2 separate regions of the Mus musculus genome follow, and region 2 is linked to region 1. The links are chromatin contacts, called in public Hi-C maps. All regions are on one chromosome and are shown on one strand. The core of a region is the stretch at or near the end of the contact, and the rest is flanking DNA. Distances in the headings are between cores, read along the strand shown.

The links. Hi-C and Micro-C count contacts between places; a contact is called where the count stands out from the background.
Region 2: a contact with region 1 is called in a Hi-C map of cerebral cortex, with 2.3 times the contacts expected there. The contact joins two enhancer-like sites. A contact is called at or near these places in 1 of 39 promoter capture datasets (the C10 cell line) and 5 of 484 Hi-C or Micro-C datasets (the HPC-7 cell line, brain, cerebral cortex and 2 more).

The regions. Positions count from the first base shown.
Region 1 is chr8:34,368,183-34,375,877 of GRCm38.p6, forward strand. No RefSeq gene overlaps it. Among named protein-coding and RNA genes, the nearest start is that of Gm33831, 15 kb to the right of the region's middle. Within about 2 kb of position 4,014, at least 25 of the 459 cell types and tissues checked have an H3K27ac peak or open chromatin away from gene starts, as enhancers often do. A contact at or near this core is called in cerebral cortex, where this site is marked.
Region 2 is chr8:34,477,153-34,484,847 of GRCm38.p6, forward strand. The region is part of intron 2 of Gm46038 (a long non-coding RNA gene); the gene reads left to right. Among named protein-coding and RNA genes, the nearest start is that of Gm40489, 8.0 kb to the right of the region's middle. Within about 2 kb of position 3,474, at least 24 of the 459 cell types and tissues checked have an H3K27ac peak or open chromatin away from gene starts, as enhancers often do. A contact at or near this core is called in cerebral cortex, where this site is marked.

The sequences.
Region 1 (7,695 bases), core at 2,764-5,263:
TTCCTTGTGACATTGTCTGACCTTCACAGTGAGTTTTTTGGCAAGAACATTAGAGAAGTGATTCTGGACTCTCCTTGGGTTCTGTCTGGGAAGTATTTTATCAAATTCGAGAACATTTACTTTGGTTATCAAATTAGCTTGGTATCTGTGGTCTTTTCTAGTTAATAAGTTAAGTAGCTCCTCAAGGGACTGGAGGTCGGGTGGAGATGGGGTGGGGTGGGGAGGAGGTGTGGGATGTGGAGCGGATGAAGAATGCATGGGGGGGGGAAGGGAATAGAATATAGAGTGTAAACATAAATTTAAAATAAAATAAAATTTAAGAAAAAAGGGAAAAAAGAAAAAATAGTTAACTATCTATTAATTAATTAATTGATGTTGATGTTTGAGCTTAGGGTTATGTTCATGCTATACTAGGCTAATGACATCTTAAGCCTTGGCTTCTCAAGTTTATTTATTTAAAATGTTTTATTCTTATTTTATGTCTATAGCATTTTGCTTGCATAACTCTGTGCACTATGTGCCTTCCTGCTCTCTGTGGAAGCCAGAAGAGGATATTGGAACCACTTGAACTGGAGTTTCAGCATAAGACTGAAATCCTGTAACTTCCAGGGAGAAAATAGTGAGTGCACTTCAAGATACGGGCACAGGATGTTCTCAAGTGGCTTGTGATCACTCAGGAAAGAAGGCTGGTAAACAACAAATGGGATCTTATGAAGTTTAAAATTTAAAACGCTGTACAGCAAGGAAACAGTCAATTGAATGAAAAGGTAGCCTGCAGAATGGGAGAGAGCTCTTTGCCAGCTGTACATCTGACAGAGGACGAGTACCTAGAATATACAAAGAACTTAAGAAACAAAATATCAACAAAACAAACAACTCAAACATGTGCATGCTTGCATACGTGTGCACACTTACACACACACACACACACACATACACACACACACACACACACACAGTGGATCTAAACAGAGTTCTCAAAACAGAAAATGCAAATGGCTAATGAATATTTTATAAGCTAGCCACAAGGGAGAAGCAAATGAAAACTACTTTGAGACTCCATCTCTCTCCATTCAGGGAAGCCCTTGAGGGTCCCCAAATAGTACAGGCTGTTTTCCGCCATATAGAGATGGTAAGACCTTATTGCTGAAGACCTCACATATTTTGGTTGATTTTTGACATGACTGGGAGACTTCATTCCTGGCTCCTAGTTTTCATAGTTCTCTGCAGGCTGCTGGGAAAGGAAACACATCAGCGAACTTACCCAGCACCGTTCTTACCGATGCCAAGACTGCACAGAGTGCAGTCGTGGCATCCCAGTCTGGGTGGTAACCAACCAGTTCTGATTGGACTTGAAACCTGAGTCACAGGACACAATTCATGCCTGGTAGTGGAAACTTGGTCAAAAGACCGTGAGTCATAAACCCTGGTGGGGGGACTTATATTGTTCTGTTAAATGATATTGTTATAAAACTGCTGTCTTAAGTATTTACATTTATACCCAGAGAATTGTGTTGCTCTCAGAGAATCTTTCTTTTGTGGTATAGAGTGCTCAGTGTGGATAATCATAACTGGGGCTGATTCAGCATTAAAGTGCTGAAAATAAGTGTCCCTAAGTAGGACATCTTTATCACCCCCCACCCCCACCCCAGTCCACCAAGGTTCATGGGGCATGCAGAAGAAGGGGCACACAAAAATATAAGGCCTGGAAGACAGGGAGGGATACAGTGACATATCTTCTGCACCCAAGTACTCACAGAAGCTTTGATTACTCATTCAAGACCTGTCTTCACAAGATGAGACCTGCAGAAATTCCAAACCAGAGAGGGGAGACTCACTGGGCCCCAGTCCTAGCTGAAGAGATATTGGTAGTTAATGGCTTCTTCTGGGGGAGAGAGTGAATTCCTTTGAGTGGCTACTGGTAGGTTGCTCATGATACAGTAGATGGCTCCACACCTGTTACATATGAGCATCACTAATTGGACTCAATGGCTTATGGAAGGGGAAGAGGAGAGGAGGAGGAGGAGGAGGAGAGGAGGAGGAGGAGGAGAGAGTCATGAAGTCAGGAGGAAGATGTGTTGGGGCTAAGAGGAGTTTGAATGGGGAAGTCAGGGATAAATATGATCAATATATATTATGTACATATATGAAATTCTCAAAAATAAGTATATATATGTATACACACACACATACACACACACACTAGTTTAGGGTGTCAACTTGACACAAGCGTAGTTATCACAGAGAAAGGAGCCTCCCTTGAGGAAATGCCTCCATGAGAGCCAGCTGTGGGACATTTTCTCAATTAGTGATCAAGAGTGGGAAGGCCCATTGTGGGTGGTGCCATCCCTAGGCTGGGAGTCTTCGGTTCTATAAGAAAGCAGGTTGAGCAAGCCAGGGGAAGCAAACAAGAAGATTATTCTATGGCCTCTGCACCTGCTCCTGCCTCCAAGTTCCTGACCTGCTTGAGTTCCTGTCCTGACTTCCTTTGGTGATGAACAGCAATGTTTAAGCATAAGCTGAATAAACCCTTTCCTCCCTGACTTGCTTCTTGGTCATGATGTTTTGTTCAGGAATAGAAACCCTGACTAAGACAACATATAGACCATTCCCTCACATAAAACAAATACAGTGAGTTAGCTGTTAATCTCATCCACCTAATTTAATTAATGAATTCTCACAACAGCTTCCAGAATAATGTTTGAGCAACTATCTGGACACCCTGTGGCCCAGGCCAAGCTGACAAATAAAGTGACTCACCATGTCCCCCAATTCCCATAGACATGTGTGAGTTGGAAGTTGAGTGGTGAGTCTGCTCTAGGGGCTTACCCCTCCTCTTCAGCCACACTCTTGCTTCCTGGTTATCAACAAGGAGGTAGGGAATCTTTCTTCTCCTCAGACACTTCAGCAGGTTAGTCAGAGCATCTGCATGGATTCATAGATGTTGGGAGGAAAGGCAAATTTGACAAGTTAGGGAATGATACACCACCACCCCCCCCATGTAGGCCTCCTCTGCCTCCTCCTGTCTGCCCCTTTCCTTCTGGCATCTCCCTAAAAGGGTCTGAGCAGGTCTCGGGGCCAGTGGTGAGGTGGGCTCTTGAAAGCCTGTCAGCTCCTTCAGAAGCTTTGGCTGAGGAAGTCTTCCTGCTTCCCTGGGGGAGGGGATCAGATCGGTGAGCAGCAGGGCCGTTTTTCTCTCTACCTAGATTCTCTAACCAGCAGGGAGAAGCCATCAACACCTCAGAGCAGGCAGGCAGCTGGGCCAGCAAGCAGCTTATTATCTGCAACAAGATCACCCCATTCAAAACCCATTTTTTTAGTCTCTTAGCAAGTCTTTGTGTTTTCCTTGTCAATCACATATGTAGAGCCTTATCAATAGTATTCAAGGAAGATTAAACATTTTAATTGCTCTTTGCTCTCCCTGGTACAAGCCAGCCTGTATCACATGGTTTCCGCAATTATCTCGCTGAGCTATAAGCTCAGCCCTCCTTGTTTCTTTGCTTTCTCCCTCCCTTCCCCAGTTTCCATTTTTCCTCCTCTCCTTGGTCCCTCGCCGCTCCTTATTTATCCAGGAGGTATTCATTAAAGCTCTGCGTGGATAACAGCAGGTAGAAAGATGGGCGAGAACCCATTACTCCTGAGATGGTCACAGCGTAGCGGAGGGAATAGAAATAGAAGCACACTTCATAATGCCTTTGTGATTAAAACCTGTGACTCAGACTGAATGATGCTGGGGAAATTGAGTCAGGAAGCCCGAGAAAGGTATGCTGTGCAGCTTAATGAGAGCCGGGCTGGAGATAGGCAGGGCTGGGGGTGGGAGAGCATCTGGGGAGACCAGCAACGGGATAATGGGAGAAACAGAAAACTTAAGTTAGCCCAAGACAGTGTGGCTGTGGTGTTCTGCCACCACATCCCAAGCCTGCTTTGTCAAACAAGGATTTTTAGCGTCTTTTCTACATCCTTGGAGCACCCCCTCCCTCGCCACCTGACTCCCACACTTTCTACTGCTTTGCCAACATGTGGGCTGATGTCAGCTCTCAGAAACACTTTTTGGATGCTTGGTAGTCTTTATGTGCCCGGCTGATCTTGCTCTTGATCAGCGCTTCATCTTCAGCACAAGGCTTGGGGCTGTGCGTTCCTCTCTGATGGATTTAAGTGACCCCCAAAAAGCTACAACGGGAGCCAGCTCCTTGTCTGAGGCCTGGGTAAAACATCCAGGGGTGATTCACCATTACTCAGTGGCTTGCTAGTTCATACATTCCAAGCAACTCCATTTTGAACAAACCAAATTGGGCAGTGCAGGCAGGCAGGCACGCACGCATGGACGCACGCACGCACGCACGCACGCACGTGACCACTCAGGTGGGCTAGGAAGCTGAGGCATGTGCTGATTCATTTCCCAGTAGCTTGGAGGGAAGGCTCAGGCTTTTGTATTCCTATGTAAAATAGCATGCTCACGTCCTTTGGGAGGAGTAGGAGTGTGAAACTGTGGCCACAGTGACAATAACATGGGAGGAGGATGAAAATAGCAGATGGAAGTTGCGATTTTGGCCGACAGAAATAGGAAGCTGGTGCTAGGTCATCCGCCTAGCCCCCGGCACCGGCCTATTAGCTGTCATTAGCCCTTATCCAGGAAACAATTTGCATCCGTTGAAATCCTTGTAACATTGGATTTCTGCCCACAGACTCATCATCCTGCCTTTTTCTGGTGGATTAAAGAGAAAGTGGCCTGTAAATTACATTTCTTTGTGGGCAGAAAGTGCTATTCTGTGGCCCAGGAGACAATGGGTTGGGGCAGCCTTTGGAGCAGCAGCATGGCTGGGGTGGGGTGGGAGTGGGAGGGAAGGGGGCCTTGCTTTGTAATAGAGCAGAGGATACATAAAAGAGCATCCCGTCCCACCTCCTGCTGAGCCGACTTCTGGGTCCTCCAGAACGGGAAGTTCCTTGTGGAACCCAGCCTCGATAGAAATCGTTCCCCGGGACTATGTGACCATTGAGGTTAGGATTTCTTGTGCAGGTTTCCTGTGGTTGGCCCTACTCTAAGCTCCGAAAGCTTCCCCTCTTAGGTGTACTGGGGACCCCGCTTCAGGTGGGGGATACATCCCTGGCCTAGCAGCTTAGCCCTTTGAAGCAGGTCACAACACTGAATGGCCCTCTCCCCAAATTTCCCTTTTGACACCTGTTCTCCATCTCCTGGGGGTTAGTATGAGTCCTCTTCTGCTCAGATAATGATCATCCCATTTTCAAGACAGTGCGGCCTGTTGTGAGGAGCAGTGGACTCCGTGGACAGGACCCTGAGATGGAGCCCTTATATTTTCAAAGCGTTAGGGTTTTTGTTCACACTGGCGCCGAATCATGGCCCCCACACCCTCTCTTTACTTTATAGTTGATAGAATTTTTTTCTAAATTGCCTAGGATGGTCTAGTATTTACTCTGTAGCCTAGGCTGACCTTGAATTTTTAATACTTCAGTCTCAGCTTCTTGAGTAGGCGAGATCAGAACTGTATGCCACCAGGCCAAGCGACCCTGCCCTCTCACGGAATGTACTTGTAGTCCATTCACCTAACATCTCTGAGCTCCAGACTCTCCTCCCCCTCCCCTCCCCTCCCCTCCCCTCCTCTTCCTATCAGTTCCCCACTTACAGAGTTATTATTGGTCTATAAAATTACTATGCTGTGAAGAATATTAAAATCGTTTATGAATGGATTGTGAGAGACGTTTAAATAGTTCAGCTTGACCTTCACACCAGGTTGGGGACTCCTCAGCTCTGTTTAGCATAGAAGCTCTTTGCCTGGATGTCACAGTTTGAGATGGGAGTCATTATGAGAACTCCTGGCCACTACCTTATTTCCAATCATGGTTTAAGGGACACTTTCAAATAAGACCTTTAATTGATATTCCCTTCCATCATCTCCATCCTTGATCAATACCTATAACATGCCTCTGCCCTTGACACATGTTTTTAGTAACTGGTTGAATTACTGGGTTTGTATTACTCAACAGTTTGGGATGTTTGTCTTTCCCTCCTCAGTTAGAGAGTATGACTCGAACTTTCTTATTGGGGATCTCTTCTCCCACTCGCAGATAGGTAGGTGCCTTAAGACAAGGCATGGCAGGTCGCCCTCATTTTCATAGCTCTGGTGCCTGGGGCACAGTAGATGCTGACACGTATTTGTTGAAATAAAATGGCAAACCGCATTGTGATTGCATATCCACAGAGTGCAGAGTGGGGACGGAAGCCGCGTGCAGGTACCATGTGACATAGAATTACCTCATTTTTTTGAACTCTGATGATCTAGCACACACAAGTGCAGCCATGGCAACTGCTGTCCTTGGAGACTCCTGAGATAGACCCCTTCACAGTGAACTCTTATTATCCCCTCTCTTCCCATCTGGCCTTCTGGACTCACGTGGTAGAGCTGGATCCATCGTGGCCACTACTTCTAGGGGACAACAACATCCTTTTCTTACTAGATAATTGAATTTCCAGGCAGGTTATATCGTCTCTAAGACACCCTGGTGCACAGTCAAGTGTCTGGGTTCTGAAGTACAGATTTATTTCGTTTAAAAAAAAAAAGAGTGTGACTGTCACTTCTCCTTTGCCTATTCCTGTGGATGAGGCTGTCAAACCTCTGGGAGAACTGATTAATAAAACAGTCACCAGGTACTTGAGGCATGGATACATCACGGAGCACAACTGCTGTGCTCAGCTTCAGCGTTCATGTGTAATAGTGTCTTGATGTGTACATTGCTATCTTGGAGCCAGACTTTTTCTTACCTAAGGAAGGACCAGTGGGTATGGTTTATCTCATGTTGTTGTTTGTTTTTGTTTTGATAACGAGGAAGCTGAGATCCAAAGTGGACCCAGTCAGGGTCCATTTCTGCTCAAATGTGACCTTTCTGGTTGTTTCTCCAGGGCAGGGTGAGAGGTTTACCATCCCTACGACAGGCATAAATGGGGATGAATTTGCACAATTATACAGCAGCGTTTGCAGTGTGGAAACAGGCCAGAGTGAGCAACATGGGAGAAGTCCAGAAACGGGCAGAACCATGGCTAGCACATCCCTAATGGTATCTATTTAATAGCATTAGGATTAGGAGCCTGGCAGCTGGCAGTTCAAGAACACAGCTTGTAGGAAAACTCAGCCTACGTAGATGCAGGACTGCCGGGGCCTAGGGAGATGTGGGAGTTAGAGGGCAAGTGACTAGGGAGATGGTCCGGCCAGAGTTCCTACTATTAGGGAGAAGGCAAGTAGCGGGGACTAGAGGAAACGGGATCTGGGCCCTCGGGTGAGGTGTCCCCACCAGCAGCCTCCATCCCTGCCAGTTAACTATCTCATTATGCAATGCAGACAGGCCCGTGTGTTTTCTCCAGATTATGTCTCAATGGGATTTGTTGTAATTAAGTTCTTTTGAAAACCTTGGATTCTGTTTACAAATAGAGTGATGCCCCAGCACAAAATTATGTAAGGATAGCAAGCTATATAGGAACTAAAAATCTGAGGTTGGCCAACCAGCTGCCTACAGTGCAGTACTGCTCTGAATAGGAGCTGTGACATCTCGAGCATGCTGGGGGTGCCAGCTCAGCCTCTTGTCCTTGGATCCTTCTCTGTGGTTGTCGCCTCACTCTGAGACTGTTCTTTGACTCTCTTGGGCCCTTTCCCTGGCCAAACAATGAAGACAGAGCTTCGACTA
Region 2 (7,695 bases), core at 2,224-4,723, 110 kb after region 1:
ATTTCTCTGTTCCAGAAGAGCATTGAAGGCTTTGGTTGTAATGGGGTCTAGGATTTACCCGCTCCTTGATACCGATGTCTCCCGTGAGAGGTGAAGAGTCAGCTCTGCTCTAGGAAGCCATAGAGGTGACTACGGGAGATGGTTTTTGTTTCTGGGATTCCAAAATCATAGAGAGGTGGGGACCCAGAGAGAGTATTTTGGGATTCACAGCATTGCTAATGGGAGAGAGTGTGTTAAGCCCGTACCACCTTAACCCCTGCGTGCTTGTGGCGGAGGATGTTCCTCAGAGTCTCAGCTCATGCTTCTGTCAGTTTCCCAATCTAACCTTACCACTTTCATTAAGGTTCTTGTAACTCATCAGTTAACAGAAGCTAAACCAAATGGAAAAGATGGATCTAGCAATGGCAATATGAGATGAAGCCACCAATGGTAATACGAACAGACCCATTTATAGGAAAGGTCACAAATGTGAATCACTGGGAATTCTTAGAGCAACGGTTCTCAACTCGTGGGGTTGCTTCAATGACCTTTTCACAAGGGTCACCTAAGACCACCAGAAAACACAGGTATTTACATCATAATTCATAACAGTAGCAAACCTAGAGTTATGAAGTAGTAAAAATAATTTTATGGTGGGGGGGTTCACCACAACACAAGGAACTATATTAAAGGGTCACAGCATTAGGAGGATTGAGAACCACTGCCCTAAAGTATCCTGGGTAGTGGAGAGGCCAGGGGTAGGGCTTAGAGTCTTATGGTGACACTGTTCATCAAGATTGTGCCCTTGTTGGGAGTGATAGCACACACCTGTGATGCCAGCACTCAGGAAATTTATTGCAAATCAGAGGCTGGCACAATCTACATGAGGAGTTGGGGGTCACAGCTGTACAGCGAGACCCCCATCTCAAAAAGACAAGAATACCACACTGATGGAACCCAGAAGCAATACAAACAGTAGGCTAGGGTCAAGGCTAGGGTCCTCTGTGATGTTCCAGGCTCGTTCTGCCTTGGCTGCCCAGCTCTAGTGTAGGAATGGTAATGGCTTATACCTCAGGTTATTCTAAGGGTGTCATGTTCTAGTCCTTGAAAAGGGCTCAGAGCAGTTCCTGGCATATAGAGAAAATGAGAATGTGAGCTTTTGATTGGTTCTCCGTATCAGACAATTAGTAACAGACAATTAGTTCACTGCCTCACGATGTCTCCCGTTCAGCACTTTGAGAGTAGATAGTTCTGTGATTCAGTCCTTCTTAGAATCACTTGGAGCCCAGCATCAATTTTCATGGGCATTTTGGGGACAACATAATAACTATTGTTTCTTTATCCATGGAAACATTTTAATAAAAAACTGTCAGTCTGTCCCAGGTCCCTAAGTGTGACTATACTCTAGATAGCAGATATGGTCACCTGCTGCCATTCAGTGCTAATTGTGCAATCCTTGTGACCATCAGGGGACTCTGGACTGCCCCTTAGCACACACCTGCTCCCCCACACCAAGCCAGTACCCAGACAGTCCAGCTGCAGAGTCTTTGTAATACTTTCCTGTGCTCTATCAGACTCTGGCCTTCTGTCCCCAGGTTGAAAGTTTTTGTGCCAGGAGGTTTCTGTAGCAGCAGAGCTGGTACACAGCCTTCCTGCTGCCCTTGGAAGGTTGGGTGTGACATGCGAGGGGTGGGAAGGTTTTGTTAGCCTCATTATTTTTTTTCTTTAATCAGAATAAATGTTAACAATAAGGGAATCTGTCCAGATTATTCTCAACCCAAAACAACCTACATTTCCTACAATATAAAACATTCAGTTATAAATCTATGTCTTTACCAGTATGTAAATAAATACCTATCAGATGTCCCCAAGGAATGAAGTGACCCTGATAGAGGTGTGTTATACAAATACTTTTTGGCCCTTGATAAAGTAGAGGTTTCATGTGACATAAGAGTCAGACGAAGCCAGGTGCAGTGACTCAGGCCTGTATTTTTGGCACTCAGGAGGCTGACGCAAAAGGTCATTGCAAGTTGGCCAGCCTGGGTTACAGAGTGAGATGTGAGACCTCGTCTGGAAAACAAAACAGGAAAAACAAACAAACAAAGAAACAAATAAACAACCCAAACCATCACATCCCAAACAAAATAAAACAAAATACCTAGAAACAGAGAAATACCAAAACAAAAATTTGAGTCCAAAGAAAGTTAAAAAAGCTGTGTCTTTTTTAATCTTTTGAAGTTAGAATATAATTACAACATTCCCCACTTCCTTTTCCTCCCTTCAACCCCTCCTCTCCATATACTCTCCACTTGCTTTGGGCTGCCTCTTAATAGAGTAAGTCTGCTGACCGTCCAGGGGGGTCCACTCTATGTGGGGTAACCACATCACATAGTTGGGGAGTCAGCTATAACAGCCATCTAAGAATTATTAGACTCTGATAATAATAGAACAAGCTTTTCCCCCAGTAGCTTGGAGTGCCTGCCTGTGGGGTTCTCAGACGAACTTCTGGGGTAGGTTTTCATCTGTCCCAGGCATGAAGATTCTGATGGTAATAATCCATGGAATTCTTCAAGGGAGGTTCCATGTTAGCACTTCCTTAGTTCCTAATCCTGGGTGAGCCATTCGAATCAAAAGATCCTTATCAAGAGATTGGTATGTTCCCAGTGCAGGCTGGGACATAAAGCCATATAAGGAATAGCTAACTCAGAGATACCTTCAGCTAGGTGGTACACAGAAACCCAGATATCAAAATTCCTTCACCTTGGTTCCTATATGGGCCTATCAGAAATTGCTTTCTTGGTGTCTTAGTTAGGGTTTTACTGCTGTGAACAGACACCATGACCAAGGCAAGTCTTATAAAAAACAACATTTAATTGGGACTGGCTTACATGTTCAGAGGTTCAGTCCATTATCATCAAGGTGGGAGCATGGCAGTATCCAGGCAGGCATGGCGTAGGAGGAGCTGAGAGTTCTATGTCTTCATCCAAAGGCTGCTAGTGGAAGACTGACATCCAGGCAACTAGGGTGAGGATCTTATACCCATACCCACAGTGACACACCCATTCCAACCAGGTCACACCTATTCCAACAAGGCCACACCTTCAGATGGTGCCACTCCCTGGTCCAAGGATATACAAACCATCACACTCGGGTTGCAGGCATTGGAGAGGAATCTGTGATTGGGCAGGGGATCTGGAAGTGGAGAATCCTAGGGAAGAAAGGAGTGGGGGTGGGGTTCCAAATGAAAGTTACCTCTACCCTCTCCATCTGTCCCCTTCTAACCTTGAGAGGAAAACCTGTTGAATTCATTGTCTTTCCCCTACCAACAGTATGCCCTGCCTTTTCTCCACCCTCCCATCCCACCTCCCCTATCTTCAATGCTGACTGGATGTCCCTGTCACCCCAAGCCTCTTTGGGTCGCTTTTAGCAAGCCTGGAGGACTGTTTGACTTGTGTGGATGAGAACACAAGTCACCCAGGCTGTGTGGTGGGTGAAATACCATCTGATTCAGACGTTCCTTCGTGACTTCCTCCCCATCTGACTACTGCCTCCAAACATAGCATAGTGGGGGTGGATCCCAGCCTCTCTCCTGTTCCCTGGGAATGCTGGGATGGAGGCATGGCTTTACCTGCAGGTAACACACACAGGGAGGTTGCTTGTTCCTCTTTAATAAGGAAAAGTGAGCCTGGTTGCGGAGTGGGGATGTCCTTGAATGTCTCCAAACTGTGGGGCATTTGCCCAGGAAGTAAGCATGCCAAGGTTGGTCCAATATGTTTATTGAGTGTGTTTCGTGTAGATTTTCTTCAATTGTCAGTCTATAGACTAGATCAGCCTTTAAGCAAAAAGGGGGGTCAGGTAGAGCATTGAAGGGGTGGTTCTGCTGTGAGCTCATTATTAAATATCTGGTGTATTAGACCCTTTTCCTAAGATCCTTTCCAATTGCTCTTTAAAGAGAACTAAAACATAAATAAAACTTTAGGAAGGACAATAAGTCTTAACTAAGGTGTTGCATCATTTCATGTGACAAAGATAAATGTTAGGAATAAATGTTAGCAGCAAAGGGCTTCCCTCACTGAGGGGTAGGAAGAAGGGAAAGAATGATCTGAAACTCAGATGGGAAAGGGTTCTGACTTGGGTCCTGGAACAGGTAGTCCCACCCCAGCAGAAAGAAAGACTGGCAGTTTTGGATCTTGTTGCCCTAGCACATGAGCACCCTGGGGCCACGGCTTTTCTGAACCTCTCATTTTTCATGTATGGAAAACAAACTTAGAGAGGGTTTTAAACAACCTGCTCTCAACTTCAGATCCTAGACACAAGATCTTAAGCAAAAGTCTCCAGAATCTAGGAGACTGGCCAGCGACACCGTGGACAATAGATGTAGGGCATGGGAGGTCCTCTCACGATGCTCATTTGCTTCTGAGTACTATCCCACCCTGTGGAGAATCAGTATTTGGTAACAGGGTAGGTATTAGTGGTAAGAAATCATGTTAAGAATCCATACCCTTCTGCAATCAGTTCCTACTGCATAATATTAATAGTGTCAGGGATTGGTTCTTGTCCATGGGATGGGTTTCTAGTTGGGCCAGTCATTGGTTGGCTGTTCCTACAGTCTCTGCTCTATCTTTGTCCCTGCATTTCTTGTAGGCAGGGCACATTTTGGGATGGTGTCCTTATCCCTCCAGTAGGGGTCTTGCTTAGCTACAGGAGGTGGCCACTTCAGGCTCCATATCCCCCACTGCTGGGAGCTTCAATTAGTCACCCTCATAGACCCCCTGGAGCGTCCCCCCATCTCGCATGTCCTTGAGATGCTCGCCTCCCCCACCCTAACTGCTGCCAATCTCCATTCATACTCTCCAAGACCTCTCTCCCCACACCCAATTCACCCCCCTCCCCATTGCTCTCTCCCACCCAGTTTCCTCCCTCTATCCATCTCTGATGACTAATTTATTTCTTCTTCCGAGTAAGATTCACATATCCTCCCTTGGGCCCTCCTTGTTATTTAGCATTTTGGAGGTCTGTGGAGTGTCACCTAGGTGCTCTGTACTTTATGACTAATATCAGTTTATCAGTGAGTACATAGCATGTATGTCCTTTTGTATCTGGGTTACCTCACTCAGGATGATATTTTCTAGTTCCATCCTTTTGCCTGCAAATTTCAATGATGCCCTTGTTTTTAAGAACTGAGTAGTATTCCATTGTGTAGATTTACCACATTTCCTTTACCCATTCTTTGGTTGAGGGATTTGTGGGTTGTTTCCAGTTTCTGGTTATTACAAATAAAGTTGCTATGAACATGGTTGAGCAAGTGTCCTTGTGGGATGGTGGAGCATCTTTGGGTATATGCTCAGGAGTGTTATAGCTGAGTTTAGAGGTAGAACTATTCCCAGTTTTCTGAGAAAATGCCAAATTGATTCCCAGGGTGGTTGTACAAGTTTGCACTCTGTTATGCTTACAGACAGGAGCCTAGCATAACTGTCTTCTGAGAGGCTCCACCCAGCAGCTGGCCAAAACAGATGCAGAGACCCAGAGCCAAACATTAGATGGAGCTCAGAGAGTCTTGTGGAAGAGTTGTGGGAAGGATTGAAGGATCCAAGGGGGACAGGAACTCCACAGGAAGACCAACAGAGTCAACTAACCTAGACCCTTGGGCTCCCAGAGACTGACCTACCAACCAAAGAGCAAACATGGGCTGGACGTAGGTCCCCCAAATATATGTAGCAAATGTACAGCTTGGTCTTCAAGTGGGTCCCACCCAACAACTTGGAGTTGGGGGCTTATCTGTTACCTTATTCTGTTGCCTGCATGTGGATCTCATTCCGCTAGTTGAGCTGCCTCATTTGGCCTCAGTGAGAGAGGATGTGCCTAGTCCTGAAGTGACTTGATGAGACAGGGTGGGTTGGTACCCATTGGAGGCTTACCCCTTCTCAGAGAAGGGGAAGGAAAGGGCTGTGTGAGGGGGAGTGGGAGGAGAGAGGGGGCTGCAATTAGGATGTAAAATAAATAAATAAATAAATTAAAGGGAATAAAAGAGAACCTGTTCCCTTCTTTTCCACTGGGGGTTGGGGTTTGGGGAGACTCATTCTGTGGCCAAAGGTAGAATTTGAACATACAATTCTGGACCATATTCAAGGATGTAAAGCTGGAAGAAGCAACCGTAGTGTGTACCAGGTGAGTGTGGAGCCTCTTCTTAAAGGGCCCTCGGGGCAGGCTGCCTGTGAAGGAAGCAGAGCACAGATGTTGGAATCCTCCCTAAAACACAGCTTGGCTTCCTTCGAGCCTTCTAATTAGAGATGGCAGCCTTCCCACCCTCTGCAGTCAGTCTCACTTCTCACACAGACCCTTGACTTGGGTGTTCTCCTTCCCAGTCATCAGCTGGGGCAGCCCTCAGACAATGAGCAGTTTTCATAGTGATCCTAAGATGACATTCATATAGAGGTAAGTCCATAGACAGAGGCAGCTTAGGCGAGAATAGTAAGGAGTCTGTCTAGGATGCCCTCTTTTTCTTCCTTTACACCTTTGATGCCCTGCGATTAATGAATTTATACTGGGATGAATGAATCTGCTAGAATGAAGAGAGGGTCTATTTTTAGTTCCAACTGAGATGAATAAGTAAGAGTCACATGGATCACTACATTAAGAAAGACAAAAAGAGCTGCCCATGAACTCTGTCATTGATTATTAATGCCTGCCAGGGAAATGTATTTACCATCTTCTCTACTTGTCATGAGTTATTAGGGGCAGAAATTGTGCCTTATTTAGTGTCGGATACTAGGGCAAAGGAAGCTGAGGTGTCCCAAACTCTGGGCACCGTGTGCTGCTACTAAAGAACTTTGAAGAACAAACCTGTAAGCACAGATTGCAGCCTTGTACTACAGAAGGGCAGGGGGGGATGGATAAGTGTCCAGGGATTTTGCAAGCAAGTTGATTTACTGTTGGCACCTTGAATTTGAATATAACTTACACTACAGAAGGTTCTGCCCACATTCAGAATCAAATATTAGACAATAACCAGAATGACACTGAATGTGTACCTGCTCCTGGGTCCTCTGTGCCCAGGTAGGCGCTGTGCACAGCAGTGTCTGAGGACCACAGCACTTGGTGGAGAGGTGAGAGGATCTCTTGAGGTTATTAGCCAGTCAGCTCAGCTGAAGCAGTGAACCCCAGGTTCTGTGGAAAGCCCTGTCTCAAAAGATAAAGTAGAGAGCAATAGAAGAAGCCGTCTGATGTTGACCGTTGACCTCTGCACACACATGCACACATGTAGCACACACACACACACACACACTGGCAGAGAGGGGGAAGAAGGGAGGGAGAGAGAGAGAGAGATTGAGATCAAGCGCAAGCAAGAAGAAGTATGGTCTTGCCTGTCGCCTGGCCTGGCTTGCTTTCTATTGCTGTGATAAAAACCACACCCAAGGGCAACTTGGGAAGGAAAAGGTTAACTGCACCTTACATTTTACTCTCTATTCCTGAGAAAACCCAGGGCAGGAAACTTTAGGCAGGAACTGAGGCCATGGGGGCAATGCCACTTACTGGCTTTCTGTCTCATGGCTTGCTTAGCCTGTGCTCTTATACAACCCAGGACCACCTGCTGGGCCTTCCCATATCATTCATGAATCAGGAGAATACACGGCACACTTGCCTACAGGCAAGCTGAAGGGAGCGTATTCCCAGATGAGGTTCCTCTTCCCAAATAACTCTCACTTGTGTCAAGTT